2 separate regions of the Rattus norvegicus genome follow, and region 2 is linked to region 1. Evidence: chromatin contacts called from public HiChIP or PLAC-seq data. All regions are on one chromosome and are shown on one strand. The core of a region is the stretch at or near the end of the contact, and the rest is flanking DNA. Distances in the headings are between cores, read along the strand shown.

The links. HiChIP or PLAC-seq counts read pairs in DNA pulled down with a chosen protein or histone mark.
Region 2: an H3K27ac HiChIP or PLAC-seq map of oligodendrocytes shows a contact between it and region 1, with 14 times the contacts expected there. The contact joins the promoter of Ubqln2 here to the promoter of Nbdy in region 1. A contact is called at or near these places in 2 of 12 Hi-C or Micro-C datasets (the A7r5 cell line and the Rat2 cell line) and 1 of 1 datasets of contacts at active chromatin or transcription factors (oligodendrocytes).

The regions. Positions count from the first base shown.
Region 1 is chrX:20,962,757-20,968,134 of GRCr8, forward strand. Nbdy (negative regulator of P-body association) reads right to left here and starts at 2,365. Exons shown (of 1, transcript XM_063280549.1): 1 at 2,159-2,365. The coding sequence starts at 2,365. The coding sequence ends at 2,159.
Region 2 is chrX:21,230,079-21,235,456 of GRCr8, forward strand. Ubqln2 (ubiquilin 2) reads right to left here and starts at 2,150. Exons shown (of 1, transcript NM_001108251.2): 1 at 1-2,150. The coding sequence starts at 1,862.

The DNA of each region.
Region 1 (5,378 bases), core at 1,115-3,614:
TCCAGTAAGCACAGAAACTATAATCAGTCAGCAGTACATTTTCTAAACTGCTTTACAGATCATGTAGTTGTTTTTAGTGTGTACGGTTTCATACACTACAGAAAACACTTCAGTTTATCATTACTGCTGGCTTTTTTGGGTTTTGTCTGATTATTTTTGAACATGCCATTATCTTTTCCTCCTTTGTGTGCATTTTTATTTCTAAAAAAAAAAAAAAAGATTACCTTTAGCATCACAACTTCCAGGTGCAGGACACCAGCAAAAGCAGGGTAGCATTGGAAAGAATCTTCATGGTCTTCAATGGGTAAACTATTTTACAAACGCACCAAGGAAACGGAACCATACTGCAATCCCTCACAGACTGAAAAACAAGAAAAGAAGGTGAAATCCTTTCTTCTATCACTTGTAGTCTGTCTCATTTTCCCTGGGCCTTTTCAGCTCCCAGCTCAATGGCGCATTCCTATTAAATAACAGGGTACACAGAATGAGGGAGTATATTCTGCATAGCAGCTGACAGCATCAATTCTGGAACCAAGCGTTTTCTTTTGTAATCAAATCTCAACGTGGCCACTTAAGTGTCTCACAACTTGTGGCAACTTATAGGCCTATACAAGCATCCTTTAGTGGAGCTGTGGTTAAATGCAAGCATGTGAATCCTTTAGAAAAAGATGGCACCCACACAAATTCAACAAGTATCCTCCAACGCAATTGTGTACGCTTTAAATCACAGGGGAGAAATTACTTAGCTCTTTAAGCACTTCTGGCCCTGAATAGAGCCCCCTTTGTTTTCTAGGTAAGCATTTCTTTCCCTATTGCCATTTAAATTACCACATTTTCCCTTTGAATAGAGGTAAAAAAAAAAGAGGGAAGGACCGGCCTATTGGAATGACAATCACCAGGTTTGAGGTGAAATGGGACTCCATTTTTTTATGCTTTACCAACAAACCTGACACCCAGAACGTTCACAATCGTCACTGTTATTCATGGACTAGCTCACATATGTATTTTCCTCTTGCTATGATTTGGTCACCTATCCTCCCCACTTCCCAGTGCAAGACCTAACCACAGCAAGGACTCCATACAGATTTGTGGTACGAGATGAGAAGGAATTGTGAGCCTTGAGTCAAACTTGTTTTTTTTTTTTAACATAAGCCTCATTCAGATTAGCTATTAGCTTCATGAAAATAAGGATTAGAGTCTAAAAACACAAATAGTACTTATTTGGAAATCTCCTATGCTACTCGTTCATCAAGAATAAACTGCTGCGTACTTCTTAGCAAAACAGTCAAGGCCTACAGCCCTGTATCACACTTCCCTCACAGACTTAGAATTACAGCCATGCTGCCCCAGAACAACCTTGCCCTCTGGCTTTCATTCTGGAAACACTAGGCCTAAAAAGCCTCCCAACCCATATGGTAGATGTCACTCACCCTTTAAAGCCCACCCCAAATTCCCCCTTCCTCTTTGATGGTTCTTGATGGACTCCCCCCTTCCTCTTGGATGGCTCTTGATGACTAACAGGCATTCTTGCTCCATCAAGAGCCATCTCTACCCTCCACGATTCCTGAATACCTTGAACAAGCACATTTTATGGTACTTGAGTTCGATCATCATATTATAACTTGTCTTCACTTACTAAATCCCGTCTTACTCAGGAAAAAATACCTACTTCTCAAAGCTCTCTTCACAATCTCCTCTGTGCAGGCATTAGGCCTTGAGTACATCCTTACTTGAGCTAAGCATTTTTAAATGGAAAAAAATTCCAATATACACAAAAATAGAAGAGTATAGTAAATCCCCACACAGTTTTAATTTATCAACCAGTGAACAGTTTACTTGTCTCTCCCTACACCTTGGTCTGTCACGAAAATCAAAACACCGCAGTTTTTTTTACAAATTACAAGTAACTCATGTGAAATTACTCAACGCAATCAAATACCCATTTCATCCAAGCATACTTTAAAAAAAAAAGAAAGGAAGGAAGAAAGAAAGGCTTTTCGACGCCTGTACTTGTTTCTCTTCTTTTTAAATTTGTGGAAATAACAGGAAAACGGAGAAGAGCTGGGAAAAGGTACAATTAAGTTTCAGAGAGCCTGGATGTCCCAGATGAGAAAGAAAGAATCTGACCTGATTTCGTCTGGGAAAAAAATCTATTTCACTACTTCTCCGGAGGAGGAGGGTGCGACTTGAGTCCAGTAGATGCCGGAGGAGGCGCCGAGGGGAGAGTGGTACTACCTCCACTGGGAGTCCCTTCAGGATAATCCCACCGCGGAGCCAGGACACAGCGCTTTTTTGGAGGCTTGGGTTCCCGCGTGTTTCCTGGTGGGAGCGTGGATCTCCCGGAGGCACAAGGTTGGTCCCCCATAGGTATGACAGGACCAGAGCGTTAATTTCCTCTGGTGGGCCCTGCGCAAGGCCGAGATCTGAGATGGCGGATCCCCTCCAGGCACAGGGCTGGCTTCCTCCTGGTTTCGCTGTTACCGTATTTCCTGTATCCTGAGACGTATATCCCTTCTCCGCCTCCTCGGCGCTCCGCACCCCAGCCCATTTTAACCTTTCTACGAGAACGGAATGCAAAAAAAGTGCACATTTAAAAAATGCTTCTCCACAGCACATCTCTCCCACAGTTTAATTAGATATATGGAGAGTTTTATACCATTTAATTTTAAAAATACTAATTTGCCTGTAACTTGCCAACTGCACACGTGTTAATGAATGGGTGTGTGGGATGGTCGCGGGAGTGCTGTAACCAAAGAAATTAAGCGTTTTGCACTGCAGTCACTTACGCACATCACAGAGCCACGAAAGGGGTATCTAAGAAGCTGTGTACAAATATGCTGCCTTATTGATTACAGTGTTAAATTGAAAGCCGATTGTGGAAAACGGATGCACAATAAATTCATCATGTGTCATACAAACCAATGCCTCTGTTTATTTCATATTTTAAAATTTTTGTCATCCTTAAAAACGTACTGTATTTTTCCTCAATCCAACAGCCAAGATCTCTTTGAAAACAGACAACTGGTAGCACTCCATGTTTAATTGGCAAGATTTTATTTCTTTTTTAGGGTTTTGGAAAACAATGACTCATCTTACTATTGTGGTATGTTATATTCTATGTTATATGGTAAGAAGCTAGAAACAGTTATCAGAAGGTGCACAAAACAGAGAAAAGGCTTCTGAATTTCTTTGACAGGCATCACACTCTATAATCTTAATGTCTATGTCACTTGCCTGTTCACAAGCAAAACCACACTTTTCCACTACCACAGTCATTGTTTTCTAATGGAGAAATATCAATCCATCACATCACAAGAACTCTCTTTTCATACACTGCACCTCTTAAAAACTCTGTTGTATTTCATTAATTGAAGTATTGAAATTTGGATTTCTACCTATGATAATATACGTGCAAAATGATACCATATTAAGAACAATCCATTTAAACCAGTTACTGCCATAGCTAACTCACACCTCTAAAATGGCTTCCTTCCTCCAAGCACCAGCACAGCCTCTTACATAAAGAAGGTACCAATCGATATTTGGTAAAATTCAAAGGCCCTATAGTTTTTTTTAATTAAAAGATTAAAATCTAAGAACATCACTTCCTTTTTTGCCTTCCCTACCTCCAATATGACCCCCCAGTTAAGCCCTTCTGGATCAGTGTATCAACTGCTACCATCAGCACCAGAAAATCCTAATGAAAAAAAAGTGAGGGATATTGAGAGAACGCTTTAGAACCAGAAGAACATTTGTACTTAAACATGAGAGCAGTCAACATCCTAGAATTAATAGTTGAAGTTATGGGTGTGGGTACTACGCCGAGAAAAAATAGAGGCAGAAATATGAATCAAATTCGGGTAGGTCATGGCAGATGGAAGAAAAACTGTGTCAAAGTTAAAGGAAAAAGTGAGCACAAAATCAGAAAGCTGTGGCCTAGAATTTCTGAAACTTAAGCTGTTGACCTTTGAGGGTAGAACATTGTGTGTGTGTGTGTGTCTGATGGTGACCTGTCAGTACACTGTAGGATGTTTAATAATATTCTAAGCTATGACTCTACCAGTAGTACTTCCTGCCCCTCTGTTATGATAACCAAAAATACCACAAGACATTGCCAAATGCCTTCTGGGTAGCCAATTCCCTTCAGTGAAATTAATTAATCTATGCCTTATCTTGTACCTTTGCATCTCAGCAAATGTTAGTCCTTCACTCCAATGTATACTGCAGACGTTATATTGTTCAAATTAAAGACCATATCAGTTCTCAAAATAATTAGCCTTGTCATAATTTTTTTGTGCAGGTTCCCATTAAAAATATGTAAAACCACACATATCAGAGTAAAGATTGAGGTTCAATTGTTTCATTGCTATAGTTTTAACAAGTTTAGAGAGATGAATGATAGCTTTGGTAAAATGACAAGAATTAAAATTCTAGCAAAATCAGGAAGGTTTGATTATATAACAAATTTGGCTTGAGTTTCAACTTAGACTGCTATAGTCACTCTGGACTATTTATAATATAACTAGATTTATTTTGAGTTTTACCTTTATTTTCAAGACAGTGGTAGTTTGTGTATGCTTGGCCCAGGGAGCGGGACTATTAGGAGGTATGGCCTAGTTGGAGGAAGTGTGTCACTGTGGGGGTGGTCTTTAAGACCCTCATCCTAACTGCCCAGAAACCAGTCTCCTCCTGTTTGCCTTTGTAACAAGATGTAGAACTCTCAGCTCTTTCTCTATCACGCCCACCTGGATGCTGCCATGCTCCCTCCATGATGATAATGGACTGAACCTGAGAGTCTGTAAGCCAGCCCCAATTAAATGATGGCCTTGGAAGAGTTGCCTTGATCATGGTGTCTGATCACAGCAGTAAAGCCCTAAGACAGACAGAGTTTCAGTAAGACTTGGAAGATTACCTTGAACTCTTAGCCTCTTCCTTCCCCTCTCAAGTCCTGGCATTACAGGCATTTGTCACTACTCCTGGTTTATGCATTGCTTGAGACGGAGGAACCTGGACCAATTGAACTCCACCCCCAGGCCAATTTGTTTGTTTCTGATTGTGGTAAAATATACATTGCTTATTTTTCACTATCTTAGTCATTTCTAAATATACAGGCCAGTAGTGTTAAGTATGTTCACCTAATTCTATAGCCAGTCTCTCATTATAGCCAGTTTATTCTCATTAAACTCGCAGCCCATTTTTGTCTTTCCCTAGCAACCATTTTTCTATTTTTTTTTGTTTTTGTTAGAGAACAAGCTCCTTTTTCCTCAGAGGTTTCAAAACAATCTCCCCACCCCCAAATTCTTCAAGTTAATCTATTCATGTAACATTTTCATAAAATGAAAACTAAAAATGATTTAGAGGGACATCACACAGTTTTT
Region 2 (5,378 bases), core at 900-3,399, 270 kb after region 1:
GTTGCTATTAGGGCCTGCAAGTTTGCTTCGCGGTTTAAGAACCCCATGGCGTTGAGCTGTTCCAGTTGCTGCTGAAATCTCACTTCAGGATTCGGCGGCTGTGGAGGACTTCCTCCAGTGAGAGCCTGCACCATTTGCTGAATGAACTGCTGGCTGGGTCCAGATTCTGATGTTGGACTTATGGTTTCAGTAGGTGCAGAGCTGGACACAGTGGTTGCAGGCGGGATCCCGGTGCCGGTCGAGCCAGGGGAGCTGGCAGGGCCAGTGGGTCCTATAGGCCCGATGGGGCCTATGGGGGTGAAAGGAACGATAGGACCGATGGGCCCTATGGGAGTGACTGGGCCCACAGGGGTTATGGCCGTTCCCAGCACTCCCACCCCCACACCTGGAGTGAAGCCTGGAATGAGGCCAGGTGCTTCAGTGGCTAGTGTCTGTAGCCCCTGCTGGATCTGCAGTAGCGCTTGCATCGCTCTCGGGTTTGACATGGCCGCGATGGTTTCTGGACTCTGCATCTGCTGCAGGAAATTCGGGAGCTGTGGACGCATCTGCTCCTGCAGCTGAGGATTCGCCGTAAACAGTGGGCTACTCAGCATCATCTGGGCAGCCATATCTGGATTCTGGCTCAGCGACTGCATCATGCTTCTCATGTAGGGTGCAGACAGCATATTCTGAATCAGCTGGGGATTTTCAGTTATCTGCTGCAGCAGGCTCTGCATTCCTGGGGTGCTGAAGATGCTGGCCACATAATTAGCTGCAGCCATGGTGTTCCCGGCCGTAGTGCTGCTGGTGTTGCTGCCAGCCACAGTGCCACTGCTTGTGGTCGTGGTGGTGGTCGTCGCAGAGGTCTGGGTAGTTGGCGGTGGTGCCCAAGGATTAGGCAGCGGATCCCGATTCTCCGTGCGGGAAGGCTGAGTACCTTCCCCTGAGGAGGAACTGCTCCCCACCGTGGCAAACGGATTGCCCCCAAACTGCTCCTGTGCGGCATTCAGCATGGGTTCTTGAATGTCAGTGTACATGCGCCGCAGAGCATTGTAGCCACCTGGGATGCTTTCGAGATTACTGAGAGCCAGGTCTTGATTTCTCATCATCTCTTGCATCATGGCAGGATTCCTGGCGATTTCGAGAGTCTGCCTCATTATATCTGGGTTGTTCAGTAGGTGGCTGATTTCTGGGTTTCTCTGGATCAATTGTTGCATCTGTGGATTGGCCATGATGAGCTGCCTCATCAGATCAGGATTCGAAAGCATGCTCTGAACAAAGGGATTTTCCATGATCTGGATCATCATCTCGGGGCTGGCCAAGAGCTGCTGCTGCATCTGGTTCTGAAGCTCGGTGAAGTTGGACGAGTTCAAACCCAGGTTACCAAGGCTGGCAAGGCTTCCGAGCCCCAAGTTGCTGCTATTTGTGGTAGTAGCTGTGGTGCTACACCTGGGAGCCGATGATGTAGTCGCCGCCGGCGGCGCCGCCGCCGTGGTGGTGGTCGTGGTCGTCGTGCTCGTTCCCGCAGTAGTGCTGGGCTGCGTGGTGGCCTGGCCCTGCGGACGGTTCTGGCTTTTGATAACCAGGTGAACAGTCAGTCCATCATGGATGCCATGCTGGATCAAGGTGTCTTGATCTTTCAGGATTTTTCCAGCGAAAATCAGCACGAGCTGATCGGTTTGCGATTTGAAGCGTTTAGAAATCGCTTCCTTGAACTGCTGCACGGTGCTGTTCTCGGGCACCGCGAACTCCTCCTTCTCTTTGGGGGTCTTCACAGTGACTTTGATGATTTTGGGCTCGGCTGGCGGGTTGGCCGCGCCTGGGGCCGCAGCAGGGCCGCGGGAGGGGCGCGGGGGGCCGCTGCTCTCGCCGTTCTCAGCCATGGCGGCCGCGGTGACGCAGGCTCACAGGGAAGGCGCTGGCGAGCGAAGAGGGCGCGAGGGAAGGAGGCGCCGCGGCAGCGGACTGGGGCGGCCCGGCGGGCAGTGCGGAACACAGTACCTCAGAGATGAGGGCTGCGGCTCCTCCCGGTCGTCGGCTGCGCACTCGGTTCGGCGTAGGCCTCGGCTAAGGGCTGAGAGAGCAGGTCCTGCAGGCCGTCTCTGCCGCCGCCGCCTTGTGATCTGCCCGCGCGCACTCCCAGCGACTCCTGCAGCTGCGGCGCCCGCGCTCCCGCCCCGTCCCGCCCCCGGCCGCGCCCCGCCCCCTGCTGACGCGGCGCCAGCCCAGCGAGCGTCTCGCAGCCGAGCGCAAAACTCCTGCCCTGCAGAGGAGGGGGGGCGAAGAGGGGAGAGGGAGAGGGAGGGAGAAATAAACAAAGAGAGGGGGAAAGGGAAGGAAAAGGAAGGAGGCTGGAGAGAAAAGCGAGGGGACCGAGGCGAGGCGAGGGGGGGAAGGGAGGAGGCCGGGAGGTGGAAGAGGGAGGCAGCTTCTTTAGCAGCCTCTGAAAGACCAATGGAGAATGTGGGTTCGCAATCTGGGAGGCAGTGAAAGGATGAAAGCCTGAATTGAACCGATCCCAGGCAAAGGACGAAAAATGAATAGTAAAGAACTCTGACAAAGCAAAAAGGGAGAACGAGCACCCGAGTGGGGGAAGGGAAGGCATGGCGGGAGCGAGCATTTTACAAAAGGAGCCTAAAAACGACCAACAGGCTTCTGAAAATATGAGGCTCGCTCCTAATCAAAGGGATTCAAATAAAACAATGAGATTTTTTCCTTCGGGTTTATCATATTGGCGCCGATGAAAGAGAACGTTAAACCTTGTTGACCAGGAGCCGAGAAAATGCACTCTCATGCTAGTCGTAGTAGGAATTGTAATCGGGCAGTTTGAAAATACAAATGGACATTTTAAGTATTTGCACCTTTGTTTAGAAAGACCTAATAATCGATTCTAAAATCATATATATACATATATATATATATACACATACAACGTAGCATTTATAAACACAGCGTTTAGCTAGTTAAATGTGTCTGTAGCAGGAATACTATGATTTTGCCATACAATAAAATAATCCCTGTGTCTAAAAGATGGTGGCTAATTCATGTAGTATTACGTGTCTCTAAAAGAATACATTAAATGCACTGTAGTTAGGAGGAAATAATAGACGATATTTGGGGTTATATTTTCTATGGATTTATGTTTTTCTTAACAAATGGAAATAATACAGGCGTGTAGGTGTCAGTATCAAAAAGCTTGTAGACTATATGTGTGAAAAATAAATCTGAAGGGTGAGACTCCATTATGATAAAGGTAATTATTAATAGGAGATGAGATTGTGAATAAGGCTTATTTTTTATTTTTATAAGACTTTCAATTTTATGGATAAATATGCATTGCATTTATGATTTTTAAAAACTACAAATATATTTTCAGACAAAAATAAAGGTAAAAATTGACAGGCACACAATCGTGGCAGAAATGAACATAATCATTACAGATTAAATAAAGAAAATAAAAATGGAGTATTAGTGATATAGAAAACCTGAATTATAAAAGAAATAATTCTGAAATCATTTATGTTTATTTCTCTTGCTTTGAACACAGAAAATCCTTTTCCCATACAAAAACCTAGTGATGATTTAACAGCATTTCAAAATCATTACATCACAAATACCTCAATAAATCTCAGTGTAAAACAAAATATAGAGTCATTATGTCCATGAATTAGTATAAAAATGATCATATATACTAGGTCTCATACTAATATAATATACAATGAAAAGTGAACTTGCTTTAAATACAAATCTCAAAACATAATTAATTGACACACATCAAATGTAAATATCTATGGTGTTTAAAACATATGTTCGTATGTATGCAAAATATTATATTAGCTAGACAGGCTGGACTGTGGCTCACTGACGGAGCACATGCCTACCGTGTGTAAAGAGACCCTGGATTCAATGCCTAGAACTGAAAAAAAAGAAAAGAAAACAAGAGAAAATAAATGGGCAAGAGGCAGTCATCCTAAACATCTAGCCACAAGGAAGAGGAAATGGTACAGGATTCAAGACAATGACTACACAGAACTGGAGTTAGAGCTGTAAAAATGTGCTTTGTCTCTAAAATATAGGCAAACATGACAAGCTACCAGTAATGGCTGATTTTAGATAGTAACAGTTCACATCTGTTTACAATGTGTTTAACTTTACTGAAAATAAAGAGAAATTTAATATTATATCACAGGTTATCTTTAATCACCCTTAAAGGTAAATACTATTAACAAAAATGGGGAAGAAGAAAACACTTAAAATTTAAAGAAAACTAAAGACTTTTGAGACAGAACAAATTGAAATTCTTAGTAGAATGAATTGATGAGCATAATTATAATGAGAATATATGTCTCAATAATTGCCATAAGATTACTCTATAGGTAGTTTAAGGAACTTGGTACTAATAGACATTTCTAGGCCCCACTGAAATAAGTGGTGAACAAGAATCTGCATTTTTAGCAGGTTCACCTTTAATAACATTTGATTTATGGGGTATTATGTGAATGAACTCCGATTCAAATTTATACATTTTAAGGCTTTAAATGCCAAATAATAGCAAAAATAAGTGTATTAGACATTCAAATAAAGGAGACAACAGAGAAACCAGAAAAAGGTACCTAACATGCCAGCCATAAAATGAAAACAGCAAAGATAAACAAACAATATTCCTCTTCCTTCATCCTTTTCTCTTGCTGCAACATTTTCCTTTTTGTGAGATACTAGAAAGACATTTTATCTTGTTTAAATATGAAAGCAATGGATCACACCATCTATAAAGCTGCAAAAGAGCTGAGCCAGAGTATATACAAAGTCCCACGGTTCCATCCGCAGCACCACAAAAATCAAAAAAAAAGTAAAGATGTGAAAGACAGTGTAATGCTGGAGCTTGACAGAGCTGCTACAGAATGCTTAAGTCTGCTCTTCATAAGCATTACCTGAATTACTTTTAATAGCTATGGCAGGAAACAAGAACTTCATATTCCTCTGGGAAATGAAGGCCAACTTGATAACCAGTACTGAAAATATACTGAAACATTCAATTTTACTGAGCACTTCTAGGTTATGGCTGTATCCTAAAAACCTAAGTCCTGCATTAGTAAAATGCATTGTCTACCTGGAGTGGATCTACAGAACTCAAAGAAAATTCTTATCATTCTTCACTCTTGTGGATGCACATGGCAGAAAATTAATAATCATCATCATCACCATCACCATCATCATCATCATCATCATCATCATCATCATCGTCATCATCATCCCGTTACAACTAGAGAAACAGTTATGTAAAGAGGGCAAGATGTGAGTCAATGACATTGGAATAAAAACTCTACCACAGTCACGGATAGCTGTGTGATGTTAGAACAGTAATCATTTCTCTATAGTGTAAGTTCTCTACCAGCTAC